Linked DNA regions of Sus scrofa: all the other regions are linked to region 2. A link is a contact called in public Hi-C and promoter capture Hi-C data. All regions are on one chromosome and are shown on one strand. Each heading gives the region's core, a stretch centred on a gene start, on an enhancer-like site or on the middle of the called end of the contact. The rest is flanking DNA. Distances are from core to core; before and after follow the strand shown.

Evidence for each region. Promoter capture Hi-C pulls out the DNA fragments that hold promoters and counts their contacts. Hi-C and Micro-C count contacts between places; a contact is called where the count stands out from the background.
Region 1: a promoter capture Hi-C map of liver shows a contact between it and region 2, with 7 times the contacts expected there. The contact joins the promoter of MATR3 here to the promoter of EGR1 in region 2. A contact is called at or near these places in 1 of 5 promoter capture datasets (liver) and 1 of 47 Hi-C or Micro-C datasets (liver).
Region 3: a contact with region 2 is called in a Hi-C map of heart right ventricle, with 2.5 times the contacts expected there. The contact joins the promoter of SPATA24 here to the promoter of EGR1 in region 2. A contact is called at or near these places in 1 of 5 promoter capture datasets (fetal skeletal muscle) and 1 of 47 Hi-C or Micro-C datasets (heart right ventricle).

The regions. Positions count from the first base shown.
Region 1 is chr2:141,178,002-141,180,888 of Sscrofa11.1, reverse strand. MATR3 (matrin-3) reads right to left here and starts at 1,374. Exons shown (of 17, transcript XM_021084863.1): 1 at 1,264-1,374; 2 at 13-50.
Region 2 is chr2:140,439,455-140,442,321 of Sscrofa11.1, reverse strand. EGR1 (early growth response protein 1) reads right to left here and starts at 1,493. Exons shown (of 2, transcript XM_003123974.6): 1 at 299-1,493. The coding sequence starts at 605.
Region 3 is chr2:141,291,618-141,294,556 of Sscrofa11.1, reverse strand. It overlaps SPATA24 (spermatogenesis associated 24), which reads left to right and starts at 1,363. Exons shown (of 6, transcript NM_001177922.1): 1 at 1,363-1,506. The coding sequence starts at 1,390.

The DNA of each region.
Region 1 (2,887 bases), core at 125-2,624, 740 kb before region 2:
GGTTGCACTCACCTGGGGCTGCATCTGCCCAAAGTCCACAGCTGGGCCCTCTGCAATCAAAGCACTCCAGGTTAGAGTCAGCCAAGTTCGTGAACTCTTGTGTGGCGTTCAAGACTCCTACCCTCAAAACCCCTTAACTTAGTGAGGCCTGAGCCCCAGAACAATCAGACAACAAAATAAATAGTTCTCTGGATCAGACCTATTTCATAGGTCATTTTCATTTGTATCTCACAGTAGTTCCACAGCAGCAAGTTAATAAGTATCAGGAAGCTTGGCTTTGTTGCTTAGCAGCCATGTGACAGTGGGCAAAAAACTCTCTGGACTTCAGTCTCCTTACTGATCGAATGGGGGTGTTGATAATAGTATATAGGGTGGTTGGGAGATTTAAATGGAATATAAACTAAGCCTATAGGAAAGCATCTCCTATAGACTCTGGGCAGTCAGTAACATTTGCTTTTACCGGCAGCTCCATCCCAGGCCAGGAGATGATAAATACTGGTAAGGAGAAGGGCAAGTTAATCCTGGGAAAGCCATGGGCAGTGAAAAATTGGAAAGGCTGGTTAAAACTAGATCGACAAGGGCCTCAATTACATGAACCATAAAAGCAACCTTTTAAAAAATAATTGGATGCAGTAATGGATGTGAAAGGAACTGGAGGCAGTTAGGTTGCCATTCCTGCCAACGATCCAAAGGACCGGTTTAAAACATTGACCAAAATGTTTGCAAAATTTTTAATAAACATTCCTACCCCCTCATCCTTATAATTTACCTTATTTATGTAAGGTGAGGTTATCTAAGACTATATTCCCAGCCATCCTCGAATTTCACTCCTAACCAGCTGCAAACAATTTAGAGAAAACGAAAAAGAGAGGAAGCTCCTCGTCCAAATCGAAAAACAAATCTAAAAATAGCCTGCCCCCTTTCCGGGCTCGGGTTGAAGGGTCTGACCGAGCTCCACCCGAGCACGTGTTCCTCACAAACCTTCCCAAGTCCCCCGGCCCTGGTGCTTCAGGAGCATCGAGACTGGCTCTACGGGAGTCCGAGACCGGCTCTAGCGGACTCTCCAGAGACCACAAGGATGGTAGGAAAGAGGGGGCGACTACGATCCCCCAGCGTCTCTTGAAGATACCCTCCAAATCTTGGGTCACGAGGGAACGAACCCCGGTTTGGTCGCGTGCCTCGGAAGAAGCCCCTCCACCGCAGCCTTTCGCCTTTGGCTAGTAAACCTCCAAGGTGAGCTGTCCCTACTTTGCCCTTACTCACCCTTGGTGTCGGGAGCTCGGCAGGGACACTCCGGCCCCGGCGGAGGCCGCAGGGGAAAGGGCAGCCGGGAGTCGGGAGAAGCCCCGCCCCGGGGCGGCTACGGGGCGGTTCTCGGTGGGCGGGGCTAAGAAAACCCGCCCAACAAGGGCGGGGTTAGGAAAATAGGGGGAGCTGTGGCAGAGGTGATCATACTTCCTAGGGGTTAGCACCCAGAAGAGAAAGGGTAGGTATCCAAACCATCGCTGTGTTGATGAGACACCCATCCCATCCATCCTTACGGATGGAAAGGGCCCTGGGTTTGAAGCTGCTAAAGAGAAAACCTGGCGTGTGGTAGTGAGGCGGTGCTTCCGGTCCGCCCCCACCGAGCTCGGCGGGTTCATCTCACACGTGTGGCGCCTTTCAGTTGCTGCAAGCTCAGCCCACGCTTTTTCCACCTCCCACACAGATCCTCCTTCGGGCTTTCTTCAGCAGTTCTGTCACCCGGCGAATGGATCGTCCACCCACACTGGTCACCTTGGTTTTGGGATCTTTCCAGGAGATTTATGTCCTTCACTCCTATAGCCTAACCTGCGGGACCACATCCTTAGCTGAGCTGCAACAGCCAAAGAAAACAGGCTCGCTCTTCCAAACTTCCTTTCACCGTGGCACACCCAGCCTAAGAGGCCACATCCTTGATCTGGACATATTGCTCACCAAGTTACCAGCATTTCTATTCGACACTAAACAACTAGTTCCCTTGCTGGTTGGAGTCAATATGATTCTGTCCTGCTGAACAGTTGGTGAAGCTGAAGAACAAGGGCTAGAGGAGCAAGACCCAGCAGCATTCCTAAATCCATTCCATAATTCTCCAAATTCCAAAGCCACTTCCCAGCCCCTCCCTAGCATCCTACTGGCTCTGCCCACATATTGCAGCTGACACATTTGTCAGACAAAACCCTGGGAGTTAACCAATGCCCTTGTCATCTGCCAACAATTTTTTTTAATTTTAAGATTTTTGTTTTTTCTATTATAGTTGATTTACAATGTTCTGTCAATTTCTGCTGCACAACGAAGTGACCCAGTCGTATATATATATTTTTTTTTCTCACATTATCCTCTGTCATGTTCCATCACAAGTGACTAGATATAGTTCCCTGTGCTATACAGCAGGATCTCATTGCTTATCCACTCCAAATGCAAATAGTTTGCATCTACTAACCCCAAACTCCCAGTCCATCCCACTCCCTCCCCCTCCCCCTTGGCCATCATCTTTTCTGTAGGTAGTTTTATTTGTGCCATATATTAGATTCCAGATATAAGTGATATCATACGGTATTTGTCTTTCTCTTTCTGACTTCACTCATTATGAGAGTCTATAGTTCCATTCATGTTGCTGCAAATGGCATTATTTTCTTCTTCTTCTTTTTTTTTTTTTTTCCTGTCTCTTTAGGGCTGCACCCATGGCATATGGAGGTTCCCAGCAAAGAGTTGAATCAGAGCTATGGCTCCCAGCCCATGCCAGAGCCACAGCAACGCCATATCCAAGCAGCATCTGCGACCTACACCACAGCTCATGGCAATGCTGGACCACTAACCCACCGAGCAAGGCCAGGGATTGAACCTGCAACCTCATGGTTCCTAGTCA
Region 2 (2,867 bases), core at 244-2,743:
ACAAGCCCTCCCCCATCTCCACCCACCCACGCAACCCCGCAGCTCTCCATCCAAAACAAAAGCTGGCTCCTCTGCGCACCGCTAAGGACGCCGAGGATGGGGGTGGAGGTGGATGCCCCCAGACATCCCTCTAACATAGAACCCTGGGGATGCGAGGAAAGGAAGGGAAACCCCACTTGCATCCCTGAGACACGGGAGCACTGCTGCGGTGAAGGGCGCGCTACAAAAGCCGTGGGGCAGGACCAGATGCCAGGATGGTGGGGCAGGGGGCTAGCCCTCGGCATAGGCCACAGCTTACCTGCGGTCAGGTGCTCGTAGGGCTGCTCGCCCGCCTCCCCCTGAGGGTTGAAGGCGCTGCTGCTGCTGCTGTTGCTGCTGCCCCCTCCACCTCCACCGCCCCCGCTGCTGCTGCTGCTGTTGCTGTTACCGCCGCTGCCCTCGGGGGCTCCGGCGGCACCGAGGAACTGGGGAGCCCCATTGCTCAGCAGCATCATCTCCTCCAGCTTAGGGTAGTTGTCCATGGTGGGCGAATGTGGAAAGGAGCCGAAGGGGTCGGAGATCTGCAGTGGGGACATCAGCTGCATCTCGGCCTTGGCTGCCGCCATCCCGAACCGGCGGGCTGGAGAGCTGGTGTTGGGGCGGGTGGGCGCAGCCTGGGGCTGGAGCTGCGGGGGACACCTCTCGGGGGCCTGGCCAGGTCACATGCGGGGCGCGGTGCACACTGTGGAAAGCGCAGGTGGGGTCTGCAGGCTCGCCCTCGCCGCCGGCCGGTGTAGCCGCGGCGCTGCTACCGAGGCTGGGGTAGGGGCCGGTCTTTCGGCGGTGGCGGCAGCTGTCGGCGGCGGCGGCGGCGGCAGCTGTCGGCGGCGGCGGCGGCGGCTCCCCAAGTTCTGCGCGCTGGGATCTCTCGCGACTCCCCGGATCCGCCTCTATTTGAAGGGTCTGGAACGGCACGGACCCGCCTCCGTCGTGACGTACATGGCCATATATGGGAAGCAGGAAGCCCTAATATGGCAAGACCGGCCGGGAGGACCCGGAGTGACGCGAAGGCCCCTCTCCGAGAGCCGTGGGCACCGCCATCCCGCACCTCGGGCCTCATGCCGGCTCCCGCACCCGAGGTGCCACGGCTTCGAGGAAGCTTAGCACCCAAGCCGCAGCTGAGAACTCCCGGACTCAAGCTGCTCCGAAACTCCCCGGCCTTGCCCCCGCCCCTTCCCTCCGCCTTCTTCCCTCCTCCCGGAGCCGGAAGCAGCCAGGCCATATCGGGGCGCTCCAAATAAGGCGCTGCCCAAATAAGGGTGGTTCCGGCGGGGGATCCTTCCTGCTCCTTATATGGCGTTTCCGGGTCGCTGCTTGCTGTTCCCTGGCGCCCTCCCTCCTCCCTGGTTCCAAGCCGGGAGCCCAACTCGCGCAAGAGCCGGGGACACCCAGGCTGGGGGGGTTCGGGGAGCGGAGCGCTAGGCGCACCGCGGCTCCTCGGCGAGGACTGGGCTGGGAAAGCCCGGGCCCGGGGCGGGGGCGAAGGCGAGTCGGACTGGGGTTCTCGTGCCGTCATCCAGGGCTCACCCGCCCACCTCTGGGACCGTGGGAGCCGGGCGGGAGAGAAGGGGAGGAGCGGCTGTGCTGGCCGGGGCAGAGGCCGCCCAGGAAAGGCGGGGCCCTGACCCCCAGCCTCGGCCAATGGCACGGCGCCTTTCCAGGTGTCGCTGGGGAAGTTGAGGCTAGGAAATAACAGCAGATGGTTCCTGGGTTCCTGGGCAGTAAGGTGCGGTGCGGCGGCCACCTGCTTCTCCTCCATCTGCCAATGGGCTGGGGCTGTTGGGGCCTGGGGATCCCTCTGCGCCATCAGAACCGAAAGACTGTTTCTCGTCCCTGCTGGGGAAAAGCCCACGTTTGGGTGGCTGGACGAAGGAAACTGGTTACCCCTGGAGAGACCTGAGTCCTGTTCACACCAGGAGCTAGTGGTCCTTGTGATAATGGGAGACTTTCCCACCTTTATCCGGAACAGGTGGAGGAGGGGCGGGCGGTGTGGGAATCTGAAAAGGAGGCTTTTCTATGGGCTCTCTGGGGACCCCAAACTAGCCCGAAGAGAGGACTTCCTTAGCGGCTTGGTGCTGCCCTCTGGAGGTCCCCTCTCCGGCTCGGTTCCCCCGGCCCCTGACCGTGTGGGCTCTTCCGCCGCCTTTTTGCTCCCCCTCCCGGCTCCTGTGCTGGGCGCCGCGCCAGGCCGGGGGAGCCTTAGACGCAGTGAACGCGAACTGAGCAGGCGCCGAAGCCCGGGCTCCCCCTGCAGTCCCCGGGGAGCCGCCACCTCCAAGGCGGGATAACACTCCCCTTTCCGAGCCAGGCCAAGGTGGGGGTGGACGGGAGGAGGCTGGAATGGTTCCCGGAGGTCTCCCGGGACCATGCAAACACCAACGGAGAAGCCCTCCCCATTCCGTCCTCACCCGACTCCCCACCGTCAAGCGCACACCCCACACAGAACAGGGATTCCGGTAGGCTCCTGCTCTAGCTCTGAATCCAGGGGAGGTGGTGTTTTTCTGAATTTAAAAAGAAAGCAGAGAGTCTGTGTGTGGAAGGAAGGTGCTGACGACACTGGGAGAGAAGAGAGTGAGCTAGGGTCTCCTTGAACCGAAACAGCTTCCGGAGGTAGGGGTCGAAGAGCAGGGGTGGGGGACACTCCCACCGCTTAAGGAGTGGTCCATTAGGGGCAGGGGCAGGAGTGATGAATCTCTCTGAGGCCTCCTGCTGGGCAGCAAGGCCGGGCGGGTCAGAGTCAGGTGTCGTGTCTAAATGCCCATTTTGCTACTCCCTGGTGGGTTACCTTGGCCAAGCTTTTTGACTCTCTCTTCAATTGTAAAATAGAG
Region 3 (2,939 bases), core at 114-2,613, 850 kb before region 2:
AGTTATTCATTCTCATAGAAGCTGCATTTTCTCATCTGTAAAATGGAGACATTAGAAACTACTTTACAAGGTTATTATGAAAATCACATGAAATACTAGTAATAAGGCATAATGGGAGTTCCCCTCGTGGCTCAGTGGTAACAAACCAGACTAGTATCCATGAGGACATGGGTTTGATCCCTGGCCTCACTCCGTGGGTTAAGGATCCGGCGTTGCCATGAGCTGTGGTGTAGGTCACAGACGTGGTTCAGATCTGTTGCTGTAGCTGTGGTGTAGGCTGGCAGTGGTAGCTCCAATTCGACCCCTATCCTGGGAACCTCCATATGCCACAGGTGTGGCCCTAAAAAGCCGAAAAGAAAAGAAAAAGAAAAAGGGCATAATGATGTCACGAAGAGTCAATACTTAATAAATATTAGCTCTGGTTTACCCCAAGCATAATCTTATTTGTCTTTCAAAAAAAGCCCTCAGTAGGCATTGGCGGAGATGTGTGATCATCTTATCCTTCCCTGCTTCCATTTGACAAGTCTCCTGCTCGCCCACTTCAGTTCTCATCTCTTCAGGCTCTCCAGGGCCCTCCCCAGTGCCTTGACATGGCCACACATGGCCCCAGTGTGGCTGCCCGGAGCCTAGTACTGGAGTATGAGGAATCTTTTTTTTTCTTTTTAAAATGTATTTATGTATATATGTATGTATGTATATATGTATTATTTTCGGCCTTGCCAGCAGCACGCAGAAGTCCCCAGGGCCAGGGATGGAACCCATGCCACAACAGTGACAACAGTGGGTTCTTAACCTGCAGAGCCACCAGGGAACTCCAAGGAGCCTTATTCTAGGTAAAGCCACTCTCCTTTTCCATTCTTGAGCTCCACTTCTTTGCCTGGACTCAGGTCCACTAAGTGCTAAGTGTATTCCCAGGAGGAAGAGGGATCACAGGAAGCCGGAGGCTCCTACAATAAGGGGAATTAGCGATTAGAGTGGGATGATGAGACGTATGAAGCTAAAGATGCAGCGGTTGCCTTAGCTGACTCTTGCTTCGCGGACTTGCAGTTTAATGGGCCCAGGGGAAAGGCCAAGGGGCTGGTATCTGCTCCTCAGCCCTTACAGTAAGTATAGGTCGGGCCTGCCTGCTCCTCAGGCCTGTGTGAGAAACACCGTATAATACATGTTCAAATCCTCTATAAACTTCGATTACGAATGGTGTTAGTTCTCTGCCCCATGTGCCGCCTCTTAGTGAACGGCTCCTTTAAGAGGCGAGCCCTACCGCTGCTAACAAAGGAAGTCCCCGCCCCCGGTTGCCAAGGTGCTCTGTGGCGTCGCATTCTCATTGGTGGGCGACGGACGTGAGGCTGCCCGCGGCAGCCATTTCCAACGAGCTGGCGGGGGCTAAAGATGGCGACGCCCCTCGGGTGGTCGCAGGGGGGGTCAGGATCGGTGTGTCTCGCCTTCGATCAACTGCGGGACGTGATTGAGTCTCAGGAGGAACTGATCCACCAGCTGAGAAACGTGGTACGCAGCCAGGAGAGCTGGGGGAGAGGCCAGACTGGACGCCTAAATGGTGGGGACGGGGCCAGACCCTGTTCTGACGCCAGGGGCGTGCCTAGAGCACCTGCTAGTGGCGTCATCAGAAGGAGGCGGGGCCCAGTTGTGTTCTGGCTGGTAGGGGTGGAGCCAGAAAGGGGTAGTGTCTCATGAATATTTACCAGGGAATTTTAGACCTAACCAAGTTCTAGGGAGTTCCCCTCATGACCCGGTGGTTAACAACCTGACTAGTATCCATGAGGACGCGGTTAGATCCCTGGCCTCGCTCAGTGGGTTTCGGATCTGGCTTGCCGTGAGCTGTTGTGTAGATCGCAGAGGGCTGGCTGGATCCCGTGTTGCTGTGGTTGTGTTGTAGGCTGACAGCTGCAGCTCTCATTCGACCCCTTGGCTGGGAACTTCCGTATGCTCATAAAAAGCCCCCCCCCAAAAAAAGTTCTCTATTCTCATTGCCTGGTTGTACAGGGCCTGGTAGATATGCCTGTCTATTCGCTGAGCTTCGGTTTCTCCATTTCTTTATTTTTTTTAATTTTAAAATTTTTTCTTAGGGCCACACCTGCAGCATATGAAGGTTCCCAGGCTAGGGGTCGAATCGGAGCTACAGCTGCCGGCCTACACCACAGCCACAGCAACCCCAGATCTGAGCTGTGTCTGCAACCTACACCACAGCTCACAGCAGCGCCAGATCCTTAACCCACTGATCAAGGCCAGGGATCAAAACCGTGTCCTCATGGATCCTAGTTGGGTTCCTTAACCACTGAGTCACGAGGGGAGCTCCCAGTTTCCCCATTTCTAATTGGAGGGGACTTCAATGACGTCTCAAGGCCCTTATGTGCAAAGAACCTATACATCCTTCCTATTAGGGAATCCCCTCCCCGTGCTGAGTGCAGTAAGCACAGAACTGGCTCTTCACATGTTGACTTACAGGCTTCCAACCCCATTATGTACCTTTGCTTTTGCCTTATCAATCAAACCCCAGTTCTTGGGTGCAAAGCTTTGGAGCCACAGATTACCTGGACAGGCATGGTAAAGTCCTGGCCAGCTAAAGTCCATGGTTTTTCTATTTTTGTTTTTTCTCGTGATAAGAAGGCAGAGTCAGAATAAAACTGACTTCACACCTGTTTCTTGCTCTGACAGTTGTATGCAGTTCTGGGCACTGAATTAGCTGGGTACTTGGGTACCCAGGTCTTTTGGTTGGCAGCTGGCCTTTGCATATGTGTCCTCACTCTCTGGAACACTTTTCTCTTCCCTTCTTTTCTTCTGGCCCACCCATATTTAGCAGTCAGATACCAGGTGGACATCTCTTTCCCTCGAAACAGTTCTGACCCTTCCCCAGGCCGGGTCTGGGCCCTCCTGTGGCTACCACGGCCCTCTGTACTTCATCATGGCCCACACCACACTGG